2 separate regions of the Sus scrofa genome follow, and region 2 is linked to region 1. The links are chromatin contacts, called in public HiChIP or PLAC-seq maps. All regions are on one chromosome and are shown on one strand. The core of a region is the stretch at or near the end of the contact, and the rest is flanking DNA. Distances in the headings are between cores, read along the strand shown. Region 1 overlaps ITPR2 (inositol 1,4,5-trisphosphate receptor type 2). Region 2 overlaps LOC106509230 (a long non-coding RNA gene).

Region 1 (5,710 bases), core at 853-3,352:
GCATTATAGGATGGTTAGTTGCATCCCCAGCCTCAACCCACTAGATGCCAGGAGCTCCCTCTTCCCAGCTGTGACTATAAAAATGTCTCCAAGGAGTTTCTGCTGTGGCTCAGCATGTTAAGAACCTGACATAATATCCATGAGGATGGTCTGATCCCTGGCCTCTCTCAGCAGGTTAAGGACCTGGTGTTGTGATGAGCTGTGGCAAACCACAGATGCAGTTCAGATCCAACGCTGCTGTGGATGTGCTGTAGGCTGGCAGCTAGAGCTCTGATTAGACTCTTAGTCCAGAAATGTCCATATGCCACAGGGGTGGCCCTAAAAATTTTAAAATTAAGATGTCTCCACATGTCCCCTGGGAACAAGTTCATCCTCCAATGAGAACCACTGACAACAGATGAAACTCTACAAGCAGAGGGTTCAGCCTGACTACTATCATTATTTTGCTTTTTTAACTTTGGACAAAACAAATCACCTCTCTGAGCCCAGGTCTCCTTTTTGTAAAGTGAAATGATTGTACTGATAACCTCAGTGTCTCTATGATTAATTCAATAGACCATCTAATATTTATTAGATGTAAATTAAATATCAGACACTGTTCTAGGCACAAGGTAGCCAGGGGTGAGTCCCTAAACTTTTTCCCTTATTAAGTCACCTGACTGACAAAGAAATACCAGTTCTGGATAACAAAAATAATAAAAATAAGTTTTAAAATAATAATTGATAATAATAATAATAATAAACACTACTTCACATTTTCTGTCCCCTTCCTCCCATTGAAAGTGAAGGGACTTAACCCTTCCCAAATACCTTCTATGTACAAGGCGCTGAAAACTCACATATTCTTTAATTGCTACCAATCCCATAGAACAGATATTGTCACCTTTTTTACACACAAGGGAACTGGGCTTCAGAAAGCTTAAAAATCTGCTTAAAGGCAGAGAGATTGTGAGTGTATGTATACTTGGGGCTTTTCTTCCCATTGCACTAAACTCTCTTTGCCACTCTGGCCAATATAAACACCACAAATGCAAAGGCAATTCAAGAATTACATCATCCAATTTCCCAAGAATGCCTCAAGCATATTAAATTAATATTCCAAATTACAAATAGGTGTGTTGAGAGTGGAAAAGCTGGGGGCAGGGGGGAGAGTAATATGCTACCAAATCCTGCCCTCTGATAGGGTCCTCCCTTTCACACCCAAACAGCTCAGCCATCTTACATTTTAAAAAAACTTTATAAAAATCATAATCACTTCGGATGGATCTATACATGTATGTGTAACTGGGTCTACATGCTGTACAGTAGAAAATTGACAGAACACTGTAAACTAGCTATAGCGAAAAAATAAATATAAATTTTTTTTAAATTGCTGAAAAGGTGAGGCTTATGTCATGCATATTTTAGCATAATAAAAACATCTACAGTAAAAAATAAAATAAAAAATACTTTATAAAAATCTAATAGGACTCTTCCACTCCTTTTATTACTGTTTCTCCCCTTTTGCAGCCATTATTATACTAAAACTCTGTCCACACTTCCTTCCACTTCCTGATCCTTCCTCCACCCCACTGCGTTCTAGTTTCCACTAAAAAACGCTCTCAGCGAAGTCACAGATAATCATGTTCTTGCCAAATGCTGTAAAGACATTTTGTTCTTGACCTTTTCGGGCACACTCCCTTCGTACTGAAACTCTATCTTCCCTTGCTTGGCATCTGTGACTCAGCCCATTTGACCTTCCAGCTGCTTCTCTCACTTCTCAGGCTGCCGGTCTTTCTAATTTTACTTAATTTTAAGAACATTAATTTCCAGTAGTCAACATGTCACTGGTGGTGACACTCCAGTGCCACTCTGGAGTGGTCCTCTTTGAACAGAAATTCCTTAGTACCCTGCTCTTTCTGTTAAAGATAAAACCCATTCTCCTTGGCTTAATATTTATGGTCTGAAAAAACCAGCAGCCCGACCTTTCTAGCTCCACTACTCCCCTCTCACCTTCAAGCATCACTTCCAAACTCACACACATCTTATGTGTGATAACACATGAATTAGCCACATGACACTAGTTTGTATGAGGCCACACAGCTCCTTGTCCTCATTGCCTGAACATACTTCACTTCTTCCCAATCTGCCTTACTCATCCATCAAGGAGATACCCTTCCCTATACCTTCATTGCATCCTCTTCCAAAGGTAGAATTTTCTACCATTCCCAAGAGAATTTTAATTCTAATTTCTAGTCTTTTATAGAATATCCAGTAGACTTCTAAGTCTTAATTCAGACAAGATTCTCTACCTTACTGCTTAATTTTTCAAAGAGCTACTTCTTCAAAGACGTCCCTTCAGAACATTCATGGTATAAACAGCCCATAAATTGCAAAGCTCTATTTCATTTCATTGAGTGGATTCACTAAAAATGAGTCAGATATTTTTAAAAGTAAGGACCATCTCTATTTATCATCTAATAAAATTAGTCATGCTGGCATCCCTTACCAGATGTTTACAATGATTACACATCATGCCAAGCACTTGACCTCATTTCATTCTCTTAATAGTCTTATTACACAAGCATTGTGATTATCTTCATTTTCCAGGGGGAGGAAATGGGAACTTAGTGAGATTAATTTGCCCAAGTATATAAATTTCAAATTTTTCTTCTTCCCATCCTCTAAGTTTATAGAAGACTGAATAGTTTCTTCGTATTCAATTTGTTCATTCAAAAATAGTCACCAAATGCTTTTTAAGTATTAGGCACTGTCCGAGGTGCTGGGGACACAGTGGTAATGTTACAAAAAACAAATAAAAAATAAAAAACCTGCCTTTGTGGAGTGTTCATTCTGACAGAGAACGTCAATAAAATAAAACACACAATAAGTGAGACAGTGGGAAGTACTATAAAGAAAATTATCACAGATTAACATAATGGAGAGGGTCATGGGGTTGAGTTCTATTTTAGGGTTAGCATGTTTATAGAAACTTTGTGTTTCCACAACCTTTTTCTCATCACTTCCCCACCCCCACTCCCTTACCCTCCCTCACATCCAAAACCAAAGGTAGATAAGTAATACCAAAAACTCTGAGACCAAAAATTCTGTTTTTTTCTGGGCACATATCTGGACAAAACTTTCATCGAAAAAAGATACATGCACCCCTATGTTCATTGCAGCACTATTCACAATAGCCAAGACATGGAAACAACCTAAATGTCCATTGACAGATGAACGAAGATGTGGTATATATACACAATGGAATACTACTCGGCGATGAAAAAGAATAAAATGCCACTTGCAGCAACATGGATGGAACTGAAGACTTTCACACTAGGTGAAATAAGTCAGAAAGAGAAAGACAAATACCATATGATATTTTCTTTCTCTAATCTAATATGTGACATAAATGAACCTCTCTATAGAAAAGAAAAAACTCATGGACTTGGAGAACAGCCTTGTGGTTGCCAAGGGGGAGGGGGATGGGGTGGGATGGACTGGGAATTTGGGGTTAGTAGATGCAAACTATTGCATTTGGAGCAGATAAGCAATGAGATCCTGCTGTACAGCACAAGGAAGGATATCTAGTCACTTGTAATGGAACATGATGGAGGATAATGTGAGAAAAAGAACATATATGCGTGTGTGTGTGTGTGTGTGTGTGTGTATGTAAAGTAACATAATGTTTTTTCTATCAAAGGAAATCTTGGTTCCTCCATTTTGCTCCGGTTTTGGCTGAAACGCCCTCCTGCAACCCCCTCCTCTTTCCATCTTCTCCCAGTGGCAATTTGTTTCAAATTAGCCAACCAAGAAGAATGTGTGCCCTGACCTGACCAATGGGAAGGGGATAGGTATATCATCTGCATTAGGGATAAATAGGGAGGGTCTTGGAGTTCCCGTCGTGGCGCAGTGGTTAACGAATCCGACTAGGAACCATGAGGTTGCAGGTTCGATCCCTGGCCTTGCTCAGTGGGTTTAGGATCCAGCATTGCCATGAGCTGTGGTGTAGGTTACAGACGTGGCTTGGATCCTGCATTGCTGTGGCTGTGGTATAGGCTGGCGGCTACATCTCTGATTAGACCCCTAGCCTGGGAAACTCCATATGCCGCGGGCGCGGCCCAAGAAATGGCAAAAAAAAATAAATAAATAAGGAGGGTCTTTTCTTCTTTGCACATGCTTTTTGAGTACCCACGCCCTTCTGCAGAAGTAAAGAGCCTTGTTGAGATCTCCCCATGTTCATGTGTCTCATTTTCCAAAATTGACGATCTGAGCCATTTCCCCAACATATACATATATATATACACGTATGACTGGGTCACTTTGCTGTACAGCGGAAATTGACAGAGCATTGTAAATCGACTATAATAGAAATGTGTGTGCATGTGTGTAACTGAATCACTTTGCTATACACCTGAAACTAACACAATGTTGTAAATCAAACATACTTCAGTAAAAAGAAAATTTAGGAGTTCCCTCCTGGCTCAGTAGATTAAGGATCTGACGGTGTCTCTACTGTGGCTCTGATATTAGCTGTGACTCAGGTTTGATCCCTGGCCCAGGAACGTCCACATGTTTCAGATGTGATCAAAAAAAGTAAGAAAAAAGTAAATTAATACAAATAATATTAAATACAAATAAAATATAAATAAATATTAAATTAATATTATTTGGTGCAACTGGCCATCCCTTTCACCCTGGCATTTAGGCCCCAATCTCAAACTCAGCCAATCCTGAGGGAATGAGACATCATCCCGGGAGGGGGCTGTCCTTTGACCCCCCAAGTCTATATTGACTCAATAGGTGTTCTACGGAGTGTTCCAAACAAATTTAGGGCAAGAAATCAGGTAGCTGCTGGGTTTGAATCTGTTCTCTTTTGGTGATCATAACATAACCATAAACAGAAATGTTGATTGGATAAACTACATCTATTACAATCCACAAAGAGTCATAATTACACTAGAGATGCCATTAAAGAAACAGCTGAACAGCTAGGGCCAACTATTCAAATGGCATGGGAAAACAGACTTGCTTTAGACATGATGCTGGCAGAAAAGGGTGGAGTCTGTGTAATGACTGGTAGCCAGTGCTGTATCTTCATTCCCATCAACACCACCCCAGACGGCACCATCCCCAAGGCCCGACATGGATTAACAACCTTAGCAGATGAGCTTTCAGAGAATTCTGGTATTAAAGACCCCTTCACAGACCTTTTAGAAAATTGGTTTGGAAAATGGAAGGGACTAATAGCTTCAATCTTTACCCCTCTAACTGTTGTAGTTAGTGTCCTTGTCTTAGTTGCATGTTGTATAATTCCTTGTGCCAGGGGACTTATTCAAGGATTAATAGAAACTGCCCTAACAAAGCAACTGAGACCCCCTCCCCAACAAGCCAATATGCTCCTGATGGACACAATAGAACATGAGAGCCAAACCATGCTCAAAGAGTTTGAAGAAAAGAATATTTGATAAAAAAATGAAAGGGGGAAATTGTGGGAAAAATTAATACTAATTAATGAATATTAATTTAAAACTCATACTATTTAACACTGTAAATAAATTAATACATTTATAAAATTATAAAAATTAAAATAAATATTTTCAAAATTAATTTTAAACTAGATAGCCAAACTTTAAATCATTTCTAAAACTTCTGTACTGTTATTTCTACCCACCCTTCATTCTACGTGACTGTTAACATGCATTTAGTGGAGAAAGAAAAGACCTTTATA
Region 2 (5,710 bases), core at 2,204-4,703, 650 kb before region 1:
TCCACTACTTTGATCTAATAACCTGCTGCTTACTATGGATTTCAAAGACCTGGTGAAGGCAAGGTAGCTGAATCGATAGGAGATCATCCAGCACAAGAAAAGAGACAACCTGTAGCAGTCTCTGCTGGTTCCACCTAACTGATCTTGAGCCTCGTAACACTGGCAGGTGTCACCAGGACGTTTTGTGAGCTGGGTGATGTGTACATCATAGGGACCTTAGCATCTATAGGAAAAAAGAGAGCTACCGGGATAGGTTAGCTCCTATCCATTTCACATTTTTCTCCCTACTGGATACTGAGTATATTCATCTAGAAAACTTTTTTTTCAGCTACAGAAAATGATAAAATGTTTATCCCTTTAGGCTCAACTGTAGAATTAATTTAACATTCCCTAATTAATTTATTATCAATTTATAATAAATGAAGAGTATAGTAGTCTTACAACATAAAACTCCTTCAAAAATATTTTCAACCCATGAAGTAAAAGGTAATGTGATGCTTTTCTCAACTACATATATATTGTCAATACCACCAAATTTTACCTATTTCCAGTATAAGAGAAATTTAAAATTTAGAGGGGCCATTCATCTTATGAGGGAATGAATGGAGGGTTGAACAAATTGATTCTAAAAATATTTACTGAGGAATTCCCACTGTGGCTCAGCAGTAACAAACTCGACTAGTATCCATGAAGACATGGGTTCAATACCTGGCCTCCCCCTGGTCGCAGACATGGCCAGGTTGGTGTGGCTGTGGTTATAGGCCAGTGGCTACAGCTCCAATTCGACCCCTCGCCTGGGAACTTTCATGTGTCAGGGAGTGACACTAAAAAATAAATAAATAAAAAAAATATATTTACTGAATGCTAGGCATGGTGCTAGGCAGCAGGGACATCTAGATTAACTATTAGCCAAAACCCAAGAGCCCACACTTGTTGTCAATATGGTCAATAAAATTTCACAAGCGGAAACAAGAAAGGGAAACACATCAGAAGTATTCTAAGTGGGAGTTCCCGTTGTGGCTCAGTGGTTAAGGAATCCGACTAGGAACCAGGAGGTTACAGGTTCGTTCCCTGGCCTTGCTCGGTGGGTTAAGGATCCAGCGTTGCCGTGAGCTGTGGCGTAGGTTGCAGACGCGGCTCAGATCCCGCGTTGCAGTGGCTACAGCTCCGATTTGACCCCTAGTCTGGGAACCTCCATATGCCGTGGGAGCAGCCCAAGAAATGACAAAAAGACAAAAAAAAAAAAAGAAGTATTCTAAGTGAAGACATTCAGGGAAATTTCGAAATTAGAATTTAGGAGACATTATTTTTGTCCTACACTGGTTCAATTACTTTGTTCTCTGTATGAGCCAGAGAGCACATAATTCTCCCACCGTGAGAGGAAAGGGGTGCAGTACTCCAAACCAACCATGTGTGCTTTGGGCAGAAACTATCAATGTTTGAGAAAAACACAGCTTACTGTAAACCTAGATCAAACCGAAGGAAAAAGATTCCTGATATATGGCCTTTGATACTTGGTAATGATGCTTTGGAGATTGGCAGGTATAAAGACAGGTAATACACATTTACCTCTGCCAAAATATATATTCCCCAATAGCCATAAAGAAAAAAAAATGACTAAAGCCATAAATATGGGGAGGGAAGTTGAATGTTGAAATTCTAGATGTCTTGCAGGTTGATGCCGACCCCTGTGAGGAAGACCAGCACATCAGGGTTCTTACCACAACCAACTTCCCAAGAAAGGAATACCAGTCTCCATAGGCAGGTGTCAGAGGATTTACTGGGTTATAAAGGAATAGAGCCACACTGACCTTCAAAGTGGCCAGAACTGTGGCAAGCCAGCTCATCAGCCAGATAATCAGTTCCTTGCAACTGGGCAACCTGCATTCCATCCAGGTCAACTGTACGATAATGGACCTTCACCAGCAGGTAAAGGAGCCTTACAGTGAGGGTGATCCAAACTATCACTCTGGTGAATGGGGCTGGGTAATGGGGGCCAGTGGCCTGAGCATCTACTTTCTCAATGTCATGAATTTCTCTGGACTCTAAAATTAGAATAAAGTTGGAAGGGATGGATTGGGAGTTTGGGATTGGCATACGCACACTACCGTATATGGAATGGATGGTCAATGGGGACCTGCTATAAAGCACAGGGAAATCTACTCAATATTCTGTGATAATGTATATGGGAATGAATATGTGTATATGTATAACTGAATCACTTTGTCACATTGTTGTATAGCAGAAATTAACACAACATTGTAAGTCAGCAGCAATAGAATTTATTTATTTATTTATTTATTTATGCTTTTTAGGGCTGCACCCATGGCACATGAGGTTCTCAGGCTAGGGGTCGAATCAGAGCTGCAGCTGCTGGCCTACACCACAGCCATAGCAACTAAGGATCTGAGCTGTGTCTGCAACCTATATACACCACAGCTCACAGCAACATCGGATCCTTAATCCACTGACTGAGGCCAGGGATCGAACCCACACCCTTATAGATCCTAATCCGGATCGTTAACCCCTGAGCCATGAAGGGAACTCCCATAGAATTTTTTTAAAAATTAGAATAAAGTTGATAAATACACACATATCACCATCATATCTCTAGAGACAGAGGCTACTTAAATTAGGTAGACATAAATGAAATGACTAATATTTACCCAATTTGAAAAGGTATTTAAGGAAAAGTGTATTTAAGGATCCCCATTAGTTTTTAATTTAGGTTATATATACATTTTGAGTAAGAAAATCTGCTCATCACCTACTATCAGCAGTGTACATGGCATCAACATGCCTTACAACTGGTGATGTTAATCCTGACAAATTAGTTAAGGAGGTGTTGCCAGGTTTCTTCACAATAAAGTTACTATTTTTTCTTTCCATACTAACTTCGGATGTGACTTCTAAGCCCAGTCTCTACTCAAGGAAATGTTTTGTTTATTATTTCTTTTAAAAACATTTCAAACGTCTACAAAAGTTAACAAAAATAGTGTGATGCTTCATCTAGACTTGCCCCAACAGCATTTTTCATACATATTTTATCAATCTCTCTCTTGCTCTCTCTACAAATCTATGTAATATTACTATTTGCAATGTAGCAATATTATTATTTTGACCAAACCATTTCAGAGTAAGTTGTAGACAACTTTACCTCAAGTCCTCTGGCATGTATATCCTAAGAATAAGGAGTTCTTTTATAACCACGCTGTGATGATCAATTTCAGGGCCTTTAACATTAGTATAACACTGTTATCAAATATATAGCTCAGCATTTCTGCTTTTGTCTATAATGGAGGATCTGGTACTCCTAACTATAAAACTACAGAGAATGTCTAAGGCAAGTGTTTTCAGACATCGGAGAAGCAGCAACACAGCACAGAGTAAGCAACGCAAGCCTGCAATCAATCCCAGAAGGCAGGGAAACCTAAGAGGTGAGCCTCATGACATCCTGGCTCTCTGCCTGGGGAAAATTTCCTGACTGCAGTGTAGCAATCTGGAATCCAAGCAGAGAACGGCAGTCCCTCTGAGCTAAGGAGGAGGAGATCAGAGGTGGGGGCAGCTGGAGTCTTCAAGGCAGGGCCCCCAACAGGCAGGAGCTATGCAGTTCATATAAATATCATCATACTAATACCTCTAATTCTGGTCCAGTATCACAAGGCTTCCCCTGGTCTTCTATTCCACACCTCTGTCTCTCTTTTAGAAACCCAGAGCAGACTGGCAAGGTGAGTACCATTTTCACTGTCAAGTCTCCAGCTGAAGACGAGCCTGCCAGGGATGAGATGACAAAAGAAACAGTAGTCACTTATGTGAACCCCTGAGAATAAATGATAGAAAACCCAGAACAGTGGATTTGGTGAGAAAGTGCACCAAACAGAAGTAGAAAACATTTTTTCTTCCACACCAGAGGCATGTAGAGGTACCTGGGCCAGGAATCAGAACCAGAATCAGAATGCAGGAACCAGAGCCGCTGCAGTAACAATGCCAGATCGTAAACCCCCTGCATCACAAGAGAGCTCCAACATAAGTGGAAATTTAAGGGGTACACAATAGCATGTTTGTCTTCTAGAATTCCAATTATTATACTATTTAACAAAAATTCCAAGTAATTTATTTGTTATTTAATTCAATAATTATCTCACTGCAGCCCCTTCATTCCTGAACTCTTTATTTTGATTCATTTGTTACCTGGTGTCCATTTTTCAGTAATTTTTTCAAGAAGGGTTCATGGATTTGGTTTTCCTTGGTTTAGTGATTCTCAACCTTAGCTGCATGTGGAATGACCTTGGGAGCTTCTGAAAAACAACTAACTTCTGGCCATCCTCCTGGACCAATTCAAACAAGTTTTCTGAGAGCATGATCTACACAACAGTGATTTGTTTTTGTTTTCATTTTGTTTTGGTTTTAAAAAACTCAAGTGGTTCAAATTTGCATATATTTAAATATCTCCAATCTCAAAGTAATTACAGCAACAGGCTTTCTTGGAGGGGTAGGGGTGGTGGGGGAGGCCAAGGAGAGTTACAAGCAGAGTTCAAAGAAGTAGCCTATGAATTATCTTGAAAATCTGGTCAACTGCAGATCCTGATTCAATGGCAGCTATGGAATGGCAACTGAAATCCTGCATTCCTAATAAGTTCCCAAGTAATCCCAAGGCTGCTGGTTCATGTACCACACCTCTGGGCACTCTGTCTTTTGCAGTGAATATTGCTATGGAGGAATCTGGAACTACCCGAACTTTTACCTCTTTTTCCCCTTTGGGGTGGCTTGTTTCTTCTTCCTGGATGTCCATCTGATTCTCTTCTTTGAAATTCATTTAGTTAGGCTGGAGGAATTAACAAAGAATAGAAGAAGATTCCCACACTGATATTTCGTTTCTTTCTGAACTTGTGGGTGGTGGTGCTGTTCTAGTAACCAAAGCCAAACAGTTCCAGCTTTCTGAGGAGGCCCCATAGGACTGGCATGATGCCCGGCCTCCACAGTGGCTGAGATGCCTGTTTCCTCTTGTGCACATTAGTCTTACAATCAAATGCCCACAAATGGAGGTAATTGGAAAGAGTTTGTTACTTGCAAGCAAAAAAAAAAAAAAAAAAAAAAAAAAAAAAAAAAAAAAAAAAAAAAAATTTAATTAAAACAATCAAAAAACAGGTTTAAAAATATATGATATGAAAATAAAGCTTGCACAGAGTGCTGTGTCAAAAAGCAATTAATGCCAAAAAAATGGTGTATTTACAGTAATGATTGTCAGAAAGAGAGGCGGGGCAGAGAAGTTTTCTTATTTTCCATGTTGGACAGATGATAAACAAGAGAAAATGTAGACAAGGTACAGTACCAAAAAGGAAGGGAAAAGAGAATAAAGACTAAAATGTGATGCCAAAAGATTGTGAAAGACTTAAAACCAATTAAAAGCTGAAAATTGGGAAATAAGGAAATCTTAAAGGAAGAGTCAGGGAAAATTTTCAACCAGAATTATAAAGACTCATAAGGCAGAACGACAACATGGACTATTAAATAAGCTGAATAAAGATGAGGACAAGAAAATAAAATGTAAAAGGAAACCAGCAGGTTAAAATAGCTTGTCAAAATAAAAATAAGAATGACGTTATTTATGAAATAATTTTAAACAGATGAAACGCAAATAAGAACAGGTTGAAGGTGAACATGATAATAAGGAAGACAGAAAATAGAATATGAGAGTAGGATTAAAGAT

Evidence for each region. HiChIP or PLAC-seq counts read pairs in DNA pulled down with a chosen protein or histone mark.
Region 2: a contact with region 1 is called in an H3K27ac HiChIP or PLAC-seq map of skeletal muscle. The contact joins two enhancer-like sites. A contact is called at or near these places in 18 of 47 Hi-C or Micro-C datasets (adipocytes, alveolar macrophages, brain and 10 more) and 2 of 2 datasets of contacts at active chromatin or transcription factors (alveolar macrophages and skeletal muscle).

What each region holds. Positions count from the first base shown.
Region 1 is chr5:47,055,918-47,061,627 of Sscrofa11.1, reverse strand. All of the region lies in intron 10 of ITPR2 (inositol 1,4,5-trisphosphate receptor type 2), which reads right to left. Among named protein-coding and RNA genes, the nearest start is that of ITPR2, 120 kb to the right of the region's middle. Within about 2 kb of position 2,102, at least 5 of the 83 cell types and tissues checked have an H3K27ac peak or open chromatin away from gene starts, as enhancers often do. A contact at or near this core is called in omental adipose tissue, retroperitoneal adipose tissue and skeletal muscle, where this site is marked.
Region 2 is chr5:47,702,919-47,708,628 of Sscrofa11.1, reverse strand. It overlaps LOC106509230 (a long non-coding RNA gene), which reads right to left. Exons shown (of 3, transcript XR_002344069.1): 2 at 4,745-4,825; 3 at 2,502-3,771. Among named protein-coding and RNA genes, the nearest start is that of BHLHE41, 18 kb to the right of the region's middle. Within about 2 kb of position 3,453, at least 10 of the 83 cell types and tissues checked have an H3K27ac peak or open chromatin away from gene starts, as enhancers often do. A contact at or near this core is called in omental adipose tissue, retroperitoneal adipose tissue and skeletal muscle, where this site is marked.